Regions from separate parts of the Hordeum vulgare genome. Here regions 1, 2 and 4 are each linked to region 3. The links are chromatin contacts, called in public Hi-C maps. All regions are on one chromosome and are shown on one strand. Each heading gives the region's core, a stretch centred on a gene start, on an enhancer-like site or on the middle of the called end of the contact. The rest is flanking DNA. Distances are from core to core; before and after follow the strand shown.

What was found. A called contact is a pair of places that touch in the nucleus more often than the background predicts.
Region 1: a Hi-C map of leaf shows a contact between it and region 3, with 6 times the contacts expected there. The contact joins the promoter of LOC123407685 here to the enhancer-like site in region 3. A contact is called at or near these places in 3 of 6 Hi-C or Micro-C datasets (leaf and seedling).
Region 2: a contact with region 3 is called in a Hi-C map of seedling, with 4 times the contacts expected there. The contact joins two enhancer-like sites. A contact is called at or near these places in 2 of 6 Hi-C or Micro-C datasets (leaf and seedling).
Region 4: a contact with region 3 is called in a Hi-C map of seedling, with 7 times the contacts expected there. The contact joins two enhancer-like sites. A contact is called at or near these places in 3 of 6 Hi-C or Micro-C datasets (leaf and seedling).

Annotation. Positions count from the first base shown.
Region 1 is chr7H:471,340,911-471,345,745 of MorexV3_pseudomolecules_assembly, reverse strand. It overlaps LOC123407685 (probable aquaporin TIP2-2), which reads right to left and starts at 3,403. Exons shown (of 3, transcript XM_045100872.1): 1 at 3,201-3,403; 2 at 2,855-3,102; 3 at 2,125-2,762. The coding sequence starts at 3,330. The coding sequence ends at 2,394.
Region 2 is chr7H:470,599,702-470,604,367 of MorexV3_pseudomolecules_assembly, reverse strand. LOC123407080 (auxin-responsive protein IAA21-like) reads right to left here. Exons shown (of 5, transcript XM_045100120.1): 4 at 4,308-4,369; 5 at 3,635-3,972. The coding sequence ends at 3,935. Among protein-coding and RNA genes, the nearest start is that of LOC123407080, 6.7 kb to the right of the region's middle. Within about 2 kb of position 3,232, at least 3 of the 3 cell types and tissues checked have open chromatin away from gene starts, as enhancers often do. A contact at or near this core is called in leaf and seedling, where this site is marked.
Region 3 is chr7H:470,886,194-470,890,771 of MorexV3_pseudomolecules_assembly, reverse strand. No RefSeq gene overlaps it. Among protein-coding and RNA genes, the nearest start is that of LOC123410155, 28 kb to the right of the region's middle. Within about 2 kb of position 1,896, at least 3 of the 3 cell types and tissues checked have open chromatin away from gene starts, as enhancers often do. A contact at or near this core is called in leaf and seedling, where this site is marked.
Region 4 is chr7H:470,391,047-470,395,948 of MorexV3_pseudomolecules_assembly, reverse strand. No RefSeq gene overlaps it. Among protein-coding and RNA genes, the nearest start is that of LOC123407080, 200 kb to the left of the region's middle. Within about 2 kb of position 3,323, at least 1 of the 3 cell types and tissues checked has open chromatin away from gene starts, as enhancers often do. A contact at or near this core is called in seedling, where this site is marked.

The DNA of each region.
Region 1 (4,835 bases), core at 2,154-4,653, 450 kb before region 3:
TCGCCGCGTGGCCATCGACGCCATGGACACGCGCCCTTCTTCCACGAAGGCCTTTGTGAACAAAGGTTGAAGAAGGGAGTGGTGGTGGGCTCGGTCGGTTCCTCTAGTACCATGGCACAAGTGGCTAGGGTTTCTTTCTATTTTCATTTAATTTTCTGTTTTGATTTAGTTTAGTACTAAATGACTTTTGTAAAATATGCGATAGGGTCCAATATTTGAAATGCAATATTTGGTACTGTCACAAAACGTTTGGGGCCCTTATGAAACTTTTGGAAATTTACATAATTCAAAAGGAATTTATTTAAATGTTTTGGCCTCTATTATAATGGTTTTGAGGCACCAAAATACTTGATAAAATATTGGTTCCAATTTTATAAAAGCCAGTGGAATATTTATAACCCAAACATATTTTTAGTTTTTTGGTTTGCCAAAATATTTAAACCACTTATTAAATGAATTTTGAAATTCATTAGGAATTTTAAATGGGATAAGATTCCAATTGTGATCAAACATTGATTAGAAAATGCATTAGCTTAACCTTATGGTTTATTGTAGCTTAGTTGCATGCATCACTATAGCTGATAATCAGGGGTGTTACAATCACTTAGTAGTCGTTGTCGGCGACGGGGGTGTGGTCGTCGCACATGATAAGGATGCCCACAAGGCTGGCTCCAAAGAGCGGCCCGGCCCAGTTGATCCAAAAATTCGTGAAGTCGCTGCTGGCAACAAAATTATACGACATGTATGAAAAATAGACACAAAAACATATGGTTTAGAAAATTTTGATCATGTATTTTCAAATTGTTAAACATGTATAAAACAAATATCATAGTGTGTGGAAAAAATGTATAAGGTGTATGGAAACAAGTAGACATAAAAAAATGTTGATCATGCATTTGAAAAATGTTAAATCGTGTATATTAAAATGTTCCGTGTGTATAACAAAAATGTACACGTGTATGAAAAAAAGTTTACATTAAAAGCAATGTCTGGAAAAAATGTGAGTCATGTACATGAAATATGTTAAAGGCATATACCAAAGTGTTTTATATGTAAACCAAAATTGTATAATGTGTACGAAAAAGAAAATATGCATCAAGACATATATTTGTAACGTGTTAATCACGTATTTAGAAAATGTTCAAACTATACACAAAAAAATGTTTTTGATGTATACGAAATATGTTAATCATGTATTGAAAACCCCCAGTTAAAACCTTGAAGAATGAACAACAAAAATGACAAAACAATGAACACTGAGAAAGATACAAAAAAGGAGTACAAAAAGGAAAAGGAAAAAGAAGAAAACCAATACAAAGGAATGGAAACAATGAAACTAACAAAAACGAAGAAAAGGAAAAGAAAATATAAAAAACTCAGTGAAAACTAAGAAAGAAACAAAGAAACCAAAGAAAATAGACAAAAAAAAACTATGAAAACCAAGAAAGAAACAAAAAAATTGATGAAAAAACAAAGAAAACGTGGGGAAATGAAAAATACCTGGGGAAGAAACAAAGAAACCCGAAAGAAAAAAATTGCAACAACGAGCGATGATCGTGAATGAGAGGTAGAAATGTGCCAACTCAGTACGCTCGGTACTATAAACCACACGAAAATATCCACACGAGACTGGAGTTACTCTCGCTATTAGCGATATATAGTTGTTGCATACTCTAGAGGTGTCATGGTCTGCAATCCGAGGAAATGAGGGACACACCATTCACTTTCCGTGTGTGTGTCATATCCCTCTTTCCGAAAACCCGAATCCACCCTAAAAAACCAAGAATTCGCCTATCCTCTATGCAAATTCGTGTTACTGTAACTGGGTGTCCTTCATTTTGTTGCGGGAGAATGTGACACTACACTGGGCTAGTTGTTCTTATCAGATGATTAATGATAGAGAAGAGCTAGGCATGAACTTCTTGCTGTGGTTTCTCATTCATGTCTGAAGAATTTTTTTAATAATATCTAAAGGAAAAATCACTAGAACGCAGTATCGTGATGAAAAAAAAAATGTACTGGAGTAGTTCTAGATCGATATACCGGCGATAACTCATAACTCAAACAGAGAAAATTCGAGAAAAAAATATCACAAACAGAAAAGGATCACAACTTGGCCTTGAATGCACTAAACAGTGATGTTCTTATTGAATCGCATAAGGAAACTCAACTGAAGAATTCTCAAACCCCAACAACTTCACAACATCACATTATATTACAGATAGAGAAGCATGCATCATCCAAGTGCTACAACTTTACTGGGCTTCGATCTGAACCAAACAACATGACGTTCTTCACATCATCGAGACATTCTGACCACCACGCACGCACTTTTTTATGTTGCCGAAGGCATCATGGAAACCAAACACCGAACGACCCTTCACATGGATGGCTTAGTAGTCGTTGCTGGCGACGGGGGTGTGGTTGTCGCACATGTACAGGTACCGGTAGACGATGCCGGCGAGGCCACCGCCGATGAGCGGGCCGGCCCAGTAGATCCAGATATTGGTGAAGTCGCCGCTGGCAACGGCGGGGCCGAATGAGCGTGCAGGGTTCATGGAACCGCCGGAGAAGGGGCCGGCAACGAGGATGTTGGCCCCGACGATGAAGCCGATGGCGATGGGGGCGATGGTGCCGAGGGATCCCTTCTTGGGGTCGGCGGCGGTGGCGTACACGGTGTAGACGAGCCCGAAGGTGACGATGATCTCCATCACCACGCCCTCAAAAGCGCCCACGCCGGAAAGCCCGTGTGTAGGGGTCGCCTATGGAAGAAAACGGTCCCCATCAGTGTCATCCTCTTTCGTGCTCCTCCGGCCGGAAAGCGCACCAATATATATGGGCTGAGGATACGTACCACGCCGGTGCAGAACTGGACGAGGAAGGCGCCGACGATGGCACCGAGGAGCTGCGCAACCCAGTAGAAGAGGCCGGTGAGGATGGTGATCTGACCGCCGAGCGCGAGGCCGAAGGTGACGGCAGGGTTCACGTGGCCGCCGGAGATGTTGGCGCCGATGGCAACCGCGACGAACAGCCCGAACCCGTGGCAGATCGCCACGGCAATCAGCCCGGATGGGTCAAGGGGCGCGCCGCCGCTCACCTTGGCTGCAATTTTTACCTTTTCGTTAGCACCCAGTAATCGTCATCGTCAAGTTTAGCCATACGAGCAGAGCATGCATGTGCGGTAATTGAACAGAACTTACTGTAGGCAATGGCAGAGCCGACGCCGGCGAAGACGAAGATGAGGGTGGAGATGAACTCGGCGACGTAGGCCTTCAGAGAGGCCACGCTGAAGGAGTCATCGAAGCGACCGAAGGCGATGGAGCCTGGCATGGTGGCTAGAATGGCCGGAAAACCAAGCTGGGAGGATGAGAGATGAAATGTTGTCGCTGAGAATACGGATCAGAGACATGGCCCGTGAGCTCTTATAGATGGGCTGAGCGGCTCTTCAGTTTGAAATAATAATAAATGTATGCCTATTTTTGGTGTTAGGCTCATGTATAACATAGATCAAATTTGATATTATTTTTGACTAAATAGATCAAATATAAACTTTGTGCATGTCACTAGGGATACTTAGGCCCTGTTTGGAACCATAATAAATTATGATAATCTGAATTATGAACATAGATTATATAATCTGGTTTATAAAAATAATCCAGATGGGCATGTTTGGAGGCTAGATTATATAAACTATAAACCAGCTTTTAAATTGTACAATGACATGTTTGCCCTCTGTTTACAAGGAAAAATAGGAAAGTGGCGGTGGCACTGCGTAATTCTCTTGAAGTTTACAAGGGTAACACGTCATTTGTAATTCATAATCTCATTTTAGCTGGGGTAGAGCAGATTATGAGATTATAATAATCTGGTCATCTAGTTTATAAAATCTACAATATAAACTGTCATGTTTGAAAATACAATAGATTATAAAAACCAGATTATATAATCTGGGTGGTTCCAAACAGGGCCTTAGGGCATCTCTAGCCTATCTCTAAAAATCGGCCACATGAGTAAATGTTTAAGTCCAAACTAGCCGCCCCCTCCCCCCCCTCCCGCCTCTGCCCCCCTCCTTCGGCGGCATCCACTCCAACGCTGTCGAAATCCACTACTTACCCACCCCCTCCTCCCCACGCGCGGGCCTTTTCGCCCGCACTGTGACCACCCTCGTACCCCCGGTGGCTTTTTCAACCGGTCGATGGCACCCAGAATGGTGGGATCTAGCCATCATAGGTCACCACCGCCAATTCAACGCACGAGTCCATGCCGTGCAACCGACCTGAGCCCACGCCCCTCACTCCTTCACCAACCTTCTCCTGCCATCGAAGAGGAAATACCATGACGTGTGACAACGACCGTGTAGAACACGGATTTCAGTAATAAAGGACTATGATATTGGCTACCAATACAGGATTGGATCCTTCATGTTGTTGGAGCTAGCAGCGCGGGGTACGACATGTAGGTGGTGAGCCTCTATGACAGTTGGGTGAAGAACAACTTCCCATTCCGCTACCGCAAGGTCCCTGCGTTTGTCGACATGATCCTCCCCCTCCCAGTGGTTTACCCGACGCGGGGAGTGGGAGAACCAGGAGGCCTTTAGATAGCTCAAAGCGGCATGAGCCAACGATCAGTACATGGCCGAACTATGTTATTTGTATCCACAAGTCATCTCCGAGGAGCGCTGATAGCTCGAGATATACAAGAAGAGGGCTACCGATGAGTATTAGAGCATATTTGTCCATATGTGGTTTTGATAATTGATGACAATCCCTATGGACTAATGGTTTCCTTAAGTTCTATTCGACGGATTTGTCCATAGGCACTTCTTGAAGTCCATC
Region 2 (4,666 bases), core at 1,983-4,482, 290 kb after region 3:
CAAGCAGCTCATGTTCGCCTGTACATGAGCTGCAACTGCAAACCCGACAAGAAGGACAAAAATGTTGTTGCCTTCCTTGCTTGTACGTGCACACATGACACATGCGCATGCTCCCGGCACACCCAATGCGTGAACGCTGCCGGTACACTGTATCTGCTCTGCTCTGCTGCACATACACACGTACATTTATTAACGTGTAGCAGCTGAATTGGAAAGATTCGCTTCTTCCATTGATCTGCAGTGAAAAAAGGTAAAAAACACTTATACTATGAGACGGAGTGTACTTCGGTACGCGATGTCATGAGTAGCTCACGCCCTGTTTCTTTAAGAAGTTTTAGGATTTTTTTGTCTCAACTAAAAAGTCTTTAGTCCCTATTCGTTTCTTTTCAGGGATTAAGGAGGGACTAGAAATCATTAAATGACATGCAAAAAGACCATGTTATCCTAGTAATGTACTATTAAAAGTTATTAAATGACATAATAAAAGTAGGGGCACTGTTGTAAAAAGTGTTAAAAAAGTTCCAAAAAATCTCTCTCATAGATACTTCTTTCTTTAGTCCCAAATACCTCCTTTTAGTCCCTAAAAGTCCCTCCTATTTCTTTCACATGGGACTAAAAGGGACTTTTTTTAATCCCTACAGCAAAAAGTCCTTATAAAGAAACACCCCCTCAGATGAGCCGAATTTAGAACGCCCTATGCTACTTTATTTTTCCGGTCATTATTAGGTTCGGACAAAAACTCGTAACTCACGAGCTTAATGAATGATTAATAGTTTGATTCGTTATGTTCATGGCTTGCTTCTTAATAAACAGAGTTAATTGTTGATTTCAACTCGTTAAGCTTACCGAGTTTAACGAATGAGCTAACGAATTTCATGATTAGCTCGTTAAGCTTGATAGTAATTGAACTACACATAATTTTATCTTACGTGATAAAGTTTTCATAACACCTCAATCAATGTATTCAATCTAATGTACATAGAAGGCAACAAATGGATGCATTATCTTTTATAGTCACCATCTTCCTTCTTAAAAACCACATCTCCACACTTATCGTGTAGACCGTAACATATCAGTATCTGTTAACGAGCGTTCGCGAGTGTTTACGAACTTAACGAGCTTCAAACGAACCTACGTAGGGATTTATGTTTGTTAATCTTAACGAGCTTAACGAGTCAAGCCTAATGAGTACGAGTTTAACGAGCCGAGCAACTCGTTAATCCACCCCTAGCGTGCATCATGTTGTGGCTGTGCACACTGTTGAAGGGGAATAGAGGGATTGATGAAATAGTTGTTGTATTGCGTCTCATGAACATATATATAAGAGTACAATGATCAAATAGGAGTACAAGGTAAGGTAGGACAAATCCTAATCTATCTCATATTTCCATACTCAACATCCCCCCCCTCCCCCAGTCACAACGGTAGCGACGCAGACGGTGAGACTGGAAAAGAATCTGAAGGTAAGCCGACAGATATCCTCCACGGTCGTAACGGTCGATGCATCACGGAAGTTGTGGATGGAGTGAAAACCAACGAGGTTACTCAAGCAAGGCGCTAGCCCTTTGTGCCGACGTCGAGGTAGCCGAGAGCATAGGATGATGTATCCGTGATCGAGGTAGCCACGTGAAGAACGCCGTGGTTGATGTTGAATCGGGGTAGCCGACGTCGAGGGAGTCGCCGTGGAGCCACGGGCGTAAGGAGACGCCGAGTCAGTCATGAACACAATTTTGTCAAAGTAGTGATGTCTCGGAAAGGAGAAGTAGTTGACGACGCGCTAATCCACCCCTGGTCATCATGCTGTGGCTGCGCGCACGACCAACGTACAAGGCATGTGTGTTGATTGCACGCACGCACGCACGCAAGCTGTGGTCGTCCACCGATGGGCTTTGGTTGCTTGGACACCAACAAAAGCAGCGCGGAGAGAGGCCGGGGGAGGCAGGCAGATTGCACACACGCCGCAGATGTTCGCGGAGAGACACACACGGCGGCATCGGCCGATGATGATGCAGATGTTCTCCCCCGCCATCACTGCATCGGCCGCGGCTAAAGCAGAGGATCATTGCACCTGTTACGAACAAAGCTGGCCACAACAAGCACCTCAAACCCGCCCACGAAAACCGCGGCTTGCATGCTCGCACAGTCACATGGCATGTCATGAACGCGTACGGCGCGGCTGACGGAGAAGAAAACCGGGTCTGAAGTGCATTTTTTTGGGGGGTTTCGTTTCTGTTCAGGAGATTGCGATGGAGCGATCTGAGCATGCACCTTGTGCTTCCTGACACGACCACACGAGATCGGATCAGCGTGAGCAGGGACGAGCAGCTCACGTTACACGTTGCACAAATTGTTCAGCGAGGCTGCTGGAGGAAATGGGCTAGCTAGTACTCTCTACTGTCTACGCTCTAGTGGCAGCAACGAACATAAAAAGCGGGCAGCAGACAAAGCGCAGGCCGATGGAGGACCAGCCAAGCCAGCCAAAAGGCGAAGGCGAGTGCGATGGGCCGAGCTGGGCAACCACCCGCGCAGTTGCTGAGGAATCAGAACAAACCACGGCTTCTATCCACTCCAGTAACCCACACCACACCACACCACAACGCTGGCTTAGCTTAGCTTAGCTAGCTAGAGGAGGGAGATATCATTCCCAGCCTAGATTACCCCTACCCTGGCCTAGCCCAGCCTAGCCCAGGCAAGGTCAATTATGCCGACGCAAGGTTCCCGCACGATCAATTAGGCCAATGGCAGCATCAACGTGCATGCAATGCAACAAGCATGACAGAGAAGAAGCAGACATCAAGCATAAGCATCGCATCTCCTGTTTCCCGGAGTGAAAGGGCACGCAACTACAGTACGACGCGTCCATGTATCCATCATCAAGCAACACCCCATGGAACGGAAAGGAGCAATATTCCAGTGCGCCACAACATAATTGGTCACACGCCCGCTGCTAATAAGTAATAAACCAAACCCCACAGCTGCTAATTAAGATGAGCATGAGCCAGGCACCATAACAAAGCATAATCAACTGAAAATTAAAATTGGGGAAAAAAGCCTAAATTCGCGGCAATCTCGACGCTTTAGCTTCCGCTCCGTCTTCTTTCCCTCATGATGATGGGTGAAAACGAATGATTGCGAGGAAGCCTCTCCCGCCTTTACGTGGACAACATGATGGCGCCAGGAAAAGGATAACAACAACAACAACACCAACGCCCATGGCCATGGCCGGCCATGGAAGGGGAGGCCCGCACTACTAACCAAAGCACTGATTGAATTCACCTTGCAGCGCATGAAGATACATACAGTTACAGAGGAAGAGAAGACCACACGCCAAAAGGAATCTGGACCAGCTACCACTGCTGCTGCTTGCTCCGGCTGGGTTTTCATTCCGATGTACAGCGGCAGTTACTAACCGAGGCAAGCAAGTGCAGTTCCCTTGTGGAACAGAAACAGAAACAGAAACAGGAGAAGATTATGACGGCCTGATGTGATCTTCCAACCACCAGACAACCGAGAATCATCGGCTTTTCGACGGTTCTGCGTGCACAAAATGACCATTCCAGCAACCAAAGAGTGCTCCGGAAATGATCACAGGTGAAAGCAACGTTGTTCTCATGGCTCGCCAAACACACAGATGGATGCAAGCAGACAGCCCGAACTCCAGAAAGCACGAGTTTGAGGTACAAGCATAGCACACCGATTTACAGCGGAAACTACATACAACACACGCGACCGAATCAAAGTAAAGTAGTGTAGTAGATACACACACACATCAACTTACACGATCTAACATGCTTGTTCCGAACGAACACAGATAGATAGAAGGAAATAATAAAGAGAATACACGTAGGTTATATATAAATCCCTTTCTCACACATAAGGTCCATCACCCTTGTACGATGCGACCGCAGGAAACAGATCGGGTTCGTCGTTTTTGCTACTTCTCGTTCTTGCTCTTCTCGGTGGCCCTCGGAGCTGAAAAACACAAATAATTTCTCATGTTACAAGTTTGGTGAATTAAGCAAAAACAATTAGTCATGCTAACAGTGGTAAATATAGAAGACAATGTTTCCTCATATACAAGCACCCCGTGCGTGCCATATGCCCAGATCCATTACGAAACATAGATATTTAGGTCCCACAGTTAATAATACCTAACCTACTTCATCCAAATTTATCTTTATCCTTCTAGCAGTATATAGAATCAAGCACTGCAAACAGTAGATTCTCTGCCAGCCTTCCATTCCATGGGAAAACTCATGAACACAGGCAACGATTTTGTATTCTACCACATATTTTTCAGTGCTTACCAAGGCCCACTGCATCTGACCCCTTCATGATCCTCATCCTCCTGCAGCTGTCTGTGAACATCCTGTGATACAGCAAAATGAATATGTTACCGGTCAGGTGGCTTTTTTATGGAGAAAATGAATTCTGGATCAAGCTCCGGAACTCATTGGATATGCAAAATCTTGGCGGGCCAGGCATTGCAATGACGTGGGAGACTAATATGGAAAATAAGCTAAAACAACATGGCTGGATGGAATCAAGAACTGATTCTCTTAACATTTTTTCAGTCTCACAAAACTTGTACAAATCAAGAACCCACTGGAATGTCTAAAATTGTTTCCTGTTCGACCCTTTAATGACCGCTTAGGGTTGAGTCCTT
Region 3 (4,578 bases), core at 647-3,146:
GGCGGAGCGAAGTACTTGCAGGTGGAGGCGGGCCTCCATGCCTCACACGGGGAACTCCGAGGTTATGGCGCGGCAACGACGACTCCTTATGGCCAGATAGAGGTGCCTAACCCTCATCGTATCCCCTCCTCCGGCAGGAACTCATCATCTGGTGAGATCCCCTCCCCATGCCTCCAACCGTGTGCCAAGCATCGGCAAGAAATTTTATTTTATGGAAATTTGTTTGCTGATGAATGAATGTATTGAATGTAAGATTGCATTGTTGTAGAGAGAGAGAATGGAACACCACCTTTAGTTTGTCATCTGATCCCACATTCTCTATCCTATGAATGAAATAAGATAACAGTCCATTGATCAATTCACGTAGCCTCTTTGTTTTGCTTTGCTTGTCCCGCTCAATTTCTCATCATGGTGGAATTAACAATGGACGGGTTGATTTCTCAACAAAATAGGATAGGACTGACTACATTAGTTAATTAGCTTATTATTTTAATAAATCAAAATAATTATAAAAAAACTAAAACGTGTGGTATTTTTTCTTCCGTTGCAACGCACGGTCCCTTTTGCTAGTAATTAAAAAACTGAATAAACTCCTCAATACATAATTAAAAAACTGGATAAATCTCTCAGCCCCACTTAAGGGTGCTCCTATAGAGAACTCCTGTAAGGCGCCTTAAGCGCCCGAAAGAGCTACCTGGCGCCCGCGCGAACCACCTGATGGGCAGGCCCAGGAACCCGCGTCAAAGGCACCTATAATAGGTCGAAAACAACATAAAAAGTTAGACCATTGCCAAGATTTCAACTCAGGTCTTTAGGTACAAGAGAAGATCAACTAACCACTACAGCAACTAGAATATTGGGATCGCTAGTAGCTCCAACTTTATAAAAACAATGAGGCAGTGCTATTTCGTCTACGCTATCACTTAGTTTTTTTACGTAATTGAATAAAAAATATAAATTTAAAAATATTCATAATTTTCGAAGAAAAAATCACAAACTAGAAAAAAGTTAATCGAATTTGAGAAAATTTCATCAATTTCAAAAAAAGTTCATTGAATTTGAGAAAAGTTCATCAATTTCAAAAAAAACATCAAATTTGAGAAAAGTTTGTCAATTTTGACAACTATTCATCGAATTTGAAAAAAGCTCAGCGGATTTTAAAAAAATCATCAATTTTTTCAAAAAGTTCATTGAATCTGAAAAAAGATCATCAATTTGAAAAAAGTTCAGCGGATTTCAAATAAAAGTTCATCGATTTTTAAGAAATGTTCATCGAATCTGAAAAAAGTTCATCAATTTGAAAAAGTTAAGTGGATTTTTAGAAAAGTTCATCAACTTTTCTAAAAATTTCAACAAATTTTCAGAAAAAGTTCATTGGAATTTTGAAAAAGTTCATCAAGATTGAAAATAGTTCACCATTTGAAAAAAAGTTCTCAAATTTGAAGGAAAAATCATCCATTTTGAAAAATGTTCATCAGTTTGTTTTTAAAGTTCATTGTATTTGAAAATGTTCATCAAATTTGGAAACAAAGTTTATGAAATTTGAAAAAAGTTCTATGAATTAAGAAAAAGTTTGCCAATTTTTAAAAATTGTTGATGGATTAAAAAAATAAACGACTAATAAAGAAGGAAAATTCAAAAGAAAATAAAACGAAAACAGAAAACAGAAAAAAGTAAAAAGGAAAATGAAGAAACAAGAAAACGGAAGAAACGATGATAAGGAAAACAATGACGCATCTAAGCATCCGCACTGGACCAGGAGCTCCTTGGTTCGAATCTTACCACGTTCTAATTTTTGAATGGACATGCGAATGTAAGTGGGCTGAGGCCAGTTAGCGTGGCTACAGGCGCGTAAAGCGCTGAATAGCAAAGAAACCGACGCGTGCAGCGCTGAATAGGAAATGTCGCTCCTATATGGTGCTGCACGCACCCATTCAGGCGCCCCATGCTGGGCCGGCCCAATAAAAAGGTGGTCGCTCGATCCCATATATCAGTTATTGAATTTCTAAAATATCAAATTATCGCGGTTGATCAATTGGTCAACCGTTACCTTTTAAATTATTATTTCAAAATTATGTAAATAAAAAATATTCATGCAACTAAAAGAAATATCTTCAATATGAACATTAGTTCACAAAAATATGAAAATTCGTCAAATATTTCGGAAAAAATGTTTAACCATTCGAAAAAGTTGTTCAGAAAAACAGAAACAGAAACATGCTTATTGAATTTGAAAAGCAGTCATCAAATTTGACCCAAAAAATCACTACATTCTGAAAAAAATTATCAAATTTGAAGAAAATGTCATAAAGTTTGGAAAACGTCCATAGAATATACAAAAAAAAGGTCACCGAATTTACAAAGAAATATCAATTTTTCAAAAGTTCACTAAATTCGAAAACAATTCATAAAAAATAAAAAATAAATCATATATGTTTCGAAAAAGTTCGTTGAATTCAAAAAAAGTTCACAAATTTTTAAAAGTGTCATCAATTTTTAAAAGAGTACATTCATTTCAAAAACAAATCATCAAATTTGAAAAAAGTTCATCAATAATTAGAAAAGTTCATTAGTCATCAAAAAAGTTCATACAATTTCAATAAAAAATTGGTAAAATTTTGCAAAAGTTCATTGATTTTGAAAAATGCTTGTTCGTTTGTAAAATATAAATAAAAAAAGGTTGTGATTTCTTTTAAATGGAAATTTATATTAAAAGCGAAATGGAAACAAAAAGTAATAAAAAGAGTAAAGAAAAGAAACAAAAAAGGAAAAAGAGAAAAACCATTCCTGAAAAAACCTAAATAAAAATAATACATCTAGGAAGGTTCCAGAAGTTTCACAAAAACGAAAAACTTCCATATTTACATGGGCCAACCCATGACCGAACGCTGCAGGCGAAGGTTAAAAAAATGCATATTACTCGACGCCTGCAGTGCCTAATAAGATATACCCTGACTTACGGAAATTCCTATTTGATACTCTCAGAGTCGCCGTGTCGAGGCTTCGCACTGGGCACCCAGCCATCATTTGGTAATGGGCCGGACCTTAGAGGTTTTTAATCGGTTTTTTCCAGTTTTGGGAACTTTCTAGAAGATTTCCTAAACTGGTTAATCTTTTCTTTTTCTGTTTATTTTTTTTATTTCTGTCTTATAAATGTTCTGGATTTTTGAAAAAATGTTCTAAAATTTGAAAAAATCTTTAGGAATTTTAAAACAATGTTTTCGAATTTGAATTGTTTTTGGAAATTCGAAAAATGTTCCACAATTTAAGAAATGTTTAGAAATTTAAGGAATGTTGCAGAATTCGAAAAAATGTTTGGATTTGAAATAATGTTCCAGAATTTAGAAAATGTTCCGAAATTTAAAAAAATACTTCCAATTTTTCAAAAAAATGGTTCGAAAATATGAAAAATGTTTTGGAATTTGAAAAATGTGAATTCTTGGAGCGCAATGTGAATTTTGCTCCGGTTTTGGGAAGCTTGGGGAAGATCCAAGACCGTTTAATTTCATTTTTATTTTTTGTTGTGGTTTTTATCTAGACCGTCTTTTCATTATTTTCTTTACTGTTACTATTTTTATTTTTATTTTCATTTTTTCACTTTTTCATAATGGATGAACTTTTTCAAAAGCATTGAGCATTTATTCAAATCAAATATTTTTACTAATTGATGAACTCTCAAAATTCTAATGAACATTTTTTCCAAAATCGATTAATTTTTTTATGTTGAATGAAAATTTCTGAATTAAATTAACTTTTTCAAACATTATGAAATTCTTTTTAAAATCGATGAGACTTCCTAAGTTTTTGTAAAAAGTTTTACAAATTCGATGAACTTTTTTCAAATTCATTTCTTTTTTAAATTCATGAACTTTTTTGCAGTCACTTCTTTTTGGGCTGGCCTTAGCCTACGAGTGGGGCGCATGGGTGCCAACAACCACAACCTGCGCTTAAGGTGCCCTATAGCGAGACCTAGGGAATCCTCGTGTCAGGCTCCTCGCATGATGGACGGCCTAGGTGCGCGCGAGGCCATAATCTCGTTTTTTCATATAATTTTATATTTTATATTTTCTTTGTATCCTTCCTTTTTTACCTTGTTTGTGCTCCCAAATATTCCATATAAAATGTATTGGAAAACACTTTCAATAAAACATTAAAAAAAATGTTAATCAAGCATTTCAAAAATGTTAAATATGTATACAAAAAATGTTTCTTTTGTATACCAGAAATGTATACGAAACAATATACAAAATGTGTGAAAACATTGATCATGTATTTAAGGAACATCTGAAACAAATGATAATCAAGTGTTTGACAAAGGTTAAATGTGTATAGAAAATAAAATCTCGTTTATACCAATAATATATACGAATAAATATACAAGATGTGTGAAAAAAGTTGATCATGTATTTCTAAAATGTTAAATAAGCAATTGAAAAATGCTAAATGTGTCTACAAAAATGTTGAACATGTAATCAAAAAATGTTAATCTTGCATTTGAAAAAATGTTAATCAAGAAATTGAAAATAAATGTGAGATCGGTATAAAAGAACTGTTAACCATGTATTAATGAAATATTAA
Region 4 (4,902 bases), core at 2,074-4,573, 500 kb after region 3:
TTTGTTCCCATGAGATTATTTGTTTGGATCATAACTGACGTTTTCACGATACTCAAGTATAGAGAAACAAGACAAAAAACTCTATCTCTTTTGGTTTACTCTTGAGTATAGGATCCCGCACTATTAAGAGGGGATCGCTGGTTCTCGTGATAGACTTGCTTAAAACTCTAAGAAAATCCCCATGGTTGAGTTCGTGTCTTGACTAAATTGTTTTGGCCTCTAATGGCTCGGACGTCCGACGGTCTTCGTATGTCCGACGCTTCACAACTCTTGGATGTTCGGTGCCCCGGGAGGTTTGGAGCTACCTCACGAGCATTGAATCCTTGGATTTCTGGTCCTTCCAACCGACCGACCTTCATACGTCCATGTGTGGCTACAAATCTGATGCCATCCCAATAGAACCAAAGTGTCGGACGTCCGACCCTTCCGGACGACCATGCGGTGGACAGTCAATGCCCTTCGGTTGTCCGTACACTTTGTTGAAACCTTCCTTTGCTGCGCTGACCTGCTCTCTCGAGTGTTCGGTCGTCGGACCCCTATTGGACGTCCGACCCTTCCTTTCGGTCCGGACGACCCGAGCGTGTCGGACGTCCGGCAAGTGCGTAGGATAAGTGACATCCAACAACCATTTTCCATTACTACTATATATACCCTCTTGCCAGCTCGGGTCAGGGTTGTCCAACACACTAGAAAGTTTCCAAGAACACCTTTCTCTCTTACTCTCTCCCCTCCTCACCAAATACGAGATCCCAAGAGCGTTTATGAGTATTCTTGAGTGTTGTTCTAGTCAAAATATAGATCGTCCCTCTCTCCTCCTCTCAACCAACGAAATTCATGATTTGAGCAAGTCTTGAGTGGTTCCCTTGATCTTGTTACTCTTGGAGGTTGGAGAGTCCGAGGTGGTAGGAGTTCTTCGGAGAGGAATCAAACAATAGTGATTTCCCCCCGAAAAGTTTGTGAGGGTTTGTAGGCCACGTCAAGGCCTACCACTAGTGGTTGATAAACGCCTTCGTGGTGTTGTCTCAAGGAGAGAATAGAGTGAGCCTTTGTGGCAATGGTGTGCCTTCGTGGTAACATCCACCTCTATAAACGACGATGTAGCTTCTCTCCAAGGAAGTGAACACCGGGATACATCCTCGTCCCTCGGAGTTGCATTTATTCCTAACCCTAGATCCTTACTTGTGGGTACTTGTCTTCTTACCTGTTTAACTTGTTTTCATATTAAGGTTTGTTTATAGGTGCTTAACTTGTTTTCATATTATTACTTGACAATGGCAATTTTTAGTAATTAATCATGAAAATTTTAATGCATGGATGATGGCAATTCTTTACTATCAATCGTAAATTACATTTAAAGGTAGAAAAAAAATATTTGAAACATATTATGGCAACTTCAGTATAAACACCATGGCAATTCATGTGTAATAGACATGACAACTTTTAACCCAAATAAAAAGCCGTAGAAACATATTGATATGAGATCTAGTTTTGAAGATCTCGCCGCGATGGATTTAATGACGAAAATGATCTTCAATCGAATTTTTTATTTAAGAGATAAAATATTTTGAAAACATGAAATTAAAAAAATACCCACATGCACGCATGCGGTGACACGGCTCAATCTGTGTGTTATACACATATGGACGAATGTTGCTCCCACCATACGTGTGGACGTTATCGCGACCCATTAAAATTTTGATGACATGATAAAAACTAAAATAAAAAAAGAAAGGAGAGAAAAAAATATAAAAAGTCCAGAAAAGACAGGAAAAGGCAAAAAATGGGCCGGAAAGGTTCTAGACAGCAATACCGTCCGTAAAATGCTAGTCGGCCCGTCCCAAAAAATGTACTTGAGGGGAGCTCCTACCTACCGCATTGTGCGGCAGAGAACGCTGCCACGCACAGGGGTAGGCCCCAACTGGCCCAGCCAAGTTTTCTTTTCGTTTCAAAAATCTATTATTTTTTTACTTTTTCTGTTTATTTTTTCCTTTTCTGCAATTTTTTTCCTTTTTCCGTTTTTGGTTCGTTTTGTTCCTTTTTGTATTTAAAGCAAAAGCATTTTTTCAATTTGAAGAACATTTTCTGAAAACCAGAGCAGTTTTAGAATTTATGAACCAAGTTTGAATAATAATATTTTTTTATTTTTTTTTGATTTTTCTTATAAACAAAGAACATTCGAAATTTACGAAAACTTTTAAATAACCAATATTTTTTGAATCTTGAGAGCAAAATTTGAAGCCAAGAACAATTTTTAAAATTTGGATTTTTTCAAAAAGAAAGAACATTCGAAATTTAAAAAAACTTTGAAAGCACGAATATTTTTTATATCTTGCGAAAAAGAATTGAAACGGAGAAAATTTTGAAAAACACCAAACAAATTTGAAAGCGTGAACAAATTTTTGAAGCACAAACATTACATGAATCTTGAGAACAAATTTTGAAACCGAGAACAATTTTGGAAAACCCTGAACAAATTTCGAAACACGAACAATTTTTTAAAACACGAACATTTCTTGAATCTGGAGAACAAAATTTTGAAAACGAGAACAATTTTGAAAAACCCCCAATCAATTTGAAATCGCATTTTTTTAAAGCACAGACATTTATTGAAACTTGAGAACAAATTTGGAATAGGAGAACAATTTAGAAAAATCCTGAACAAATTTGGTAGCGCGAACAAGTTTTAAAAGCAGGGGCATTTTTTGAATCTTGAGAACGAAACTTCTAATAGTGAATTTTTTTTTAAAAAGCCCGAAGAAATTTGGAAATGCGAACAATTTATGAAATCACAAACATTTTTTGAATCTTGGGAACAAATTTTAAAACCTAGAACAATTTTGAAAATTGCTGAACAAATTTGGAAACGCAAACAATTTTTTAAAGAACGAACATTTTTCAATCTTAAGAACAAATTTTGAAACCAAGAATAAATTTGAATCTTAAGAACAAAACTTGAAACCGCGATCAGTTTTTGGAAAATACATAACATAATGTAAAATTTAAGGCATTTAAAAAATTTTAGAAATGTTTTTGAAAATCCAAAAACATTTTTTGAAATCTAAAACAATTTTTGAAACACAAACAGAAAAGAAAAAAAGCAGAAAATGATTAAAAAAAAAAGAGAAACAAACCAGTTTATGAAAACTTCTAGAAATTTTCCAAAAAACAGAAAAAAAGGCTGGAAGGTTCCCAAAACCGGAGCGCTTCAACCCAATAAATGGACCAGCCCATTTAAAATCGCTTACTTTCCCGCTGTGTGCGAAGCCACGACCCAGCTTCACAGAGAGTGACGAATAGGATATTCCAACTAGGTGTGCGATCCCGCACGCTGAATAGGTTGGTTAAAACTTATATGACTTCATGCGAGACCGAACATAGGTGTCGACTGAAGGAGTGCCTCCCACCCATTAGTATTGGGCTAACTCAACTTCCTAGTTGGTTAGTTTTTACTTTATGTTTTTCTATTCAATCATATGCTTGATCTTTTACTTTAGTTTATGTTTAAAAAACCCTCCAAATACATCTATTTCAATACTTAAAACCACAAACTTCAAAAATATGAAAGCAGTGTTAAAATTTTGTTAATGAAATTTACGAAAATGTTGGTGACATCATAAAAATGGTTGTGACATTTCGAAAAATATTAAGCGTTTCAAAAAGTATACGTGGCATTTGAAAAAGTATATATGCTATAAATAATGTTTTTTTGACAGAAAGACTTTATGGGAGTCCCCTACAGTATAATTGGTCTACTAAACCCAGATTTCAAGTACCATGTCTTTAACTTGGATAGGTGGGAATGCATCATCCGCTTTCCACAACTAGGCTATGGCTTAGTCTCTAATGTTAATAATCCTTCGTGTAGTTTTAAAAAAGGTTTTATATTGTTAAAAGCAAAGTTTCAACGTGTGCTTGAAAACAAAATGTTTAAAACTTATTACAATAAATTTCAAACCATTTGTTTTCAAAATTGTTAATTATTTATTTGGAAAATGTTAAACATATATTAAAATTGGTTTAGATGCATAAATAAATGTACATTGTGGATGAAAGTGGTAGTAAAACATATATTTGAAAAACATGTTGATCATGTATTTGAATATGTGAAATGAACATGAAAATTTTCCCGATCTACAAAAAAAGTGTAAATTATGTATAAAAAAAGTTAAACACGTATTGAATAAAAACTGAAGAAAACCAAAGGAAAACTTAAATGGAAGAGGGAAAAAGTAAAGAAAAACCTGATGCCAAATAGTGAAAAATAGATTAGACTACCAAAAAATTCAAGTGCAGCTACCATATCCTTCCGGTGAGACGTGTTAGGACCCTGATGCCAAATAGGAATCAGTGCAGCTACCTCCTGCTATGGGAGCTCCTAGTCGGCGCCTTAAGAGCCGGCTAGGAGAACCAGCGCCTATAGGCCCTACAAAATGGGCCGTTCCAATGCTGATTTTTCTGCAAGAAAAAACAAAAATGAATAAAAATGAACACAAAAAGTTCATAAAAGCGAAAATGGTTCATAAATTTCGTAATAAAAGTCCATCAATTTGAAAAAATTCACTGTGCTCCAAAAAAAGTTCACAATTTTTAAAAACTTCACATATTTTTAAGTTTAGTTCATGAATTGAAAAATATTTTCAAAAAAATTTCGTCGAACTGAAAAAAAGTTCACAAACCGTAAAGCAAATCATCAATTTTTTAAAAAGTTCATGCATTTAAAAAAAATCATGAAATTTCAAAAACAAATCTTAAAAAGTTGGAAAAAGTTCACCAATATTCAAAAAAGTTCATGAATTTTGAAAACTAATTCATGAATTTGGAAAACAATTAATAAAAACAAGGCTACACTTTTTCGAAAAAAAAGGAAAATTTAAATGGAAAAAATAATAAAAAGAGTAAATA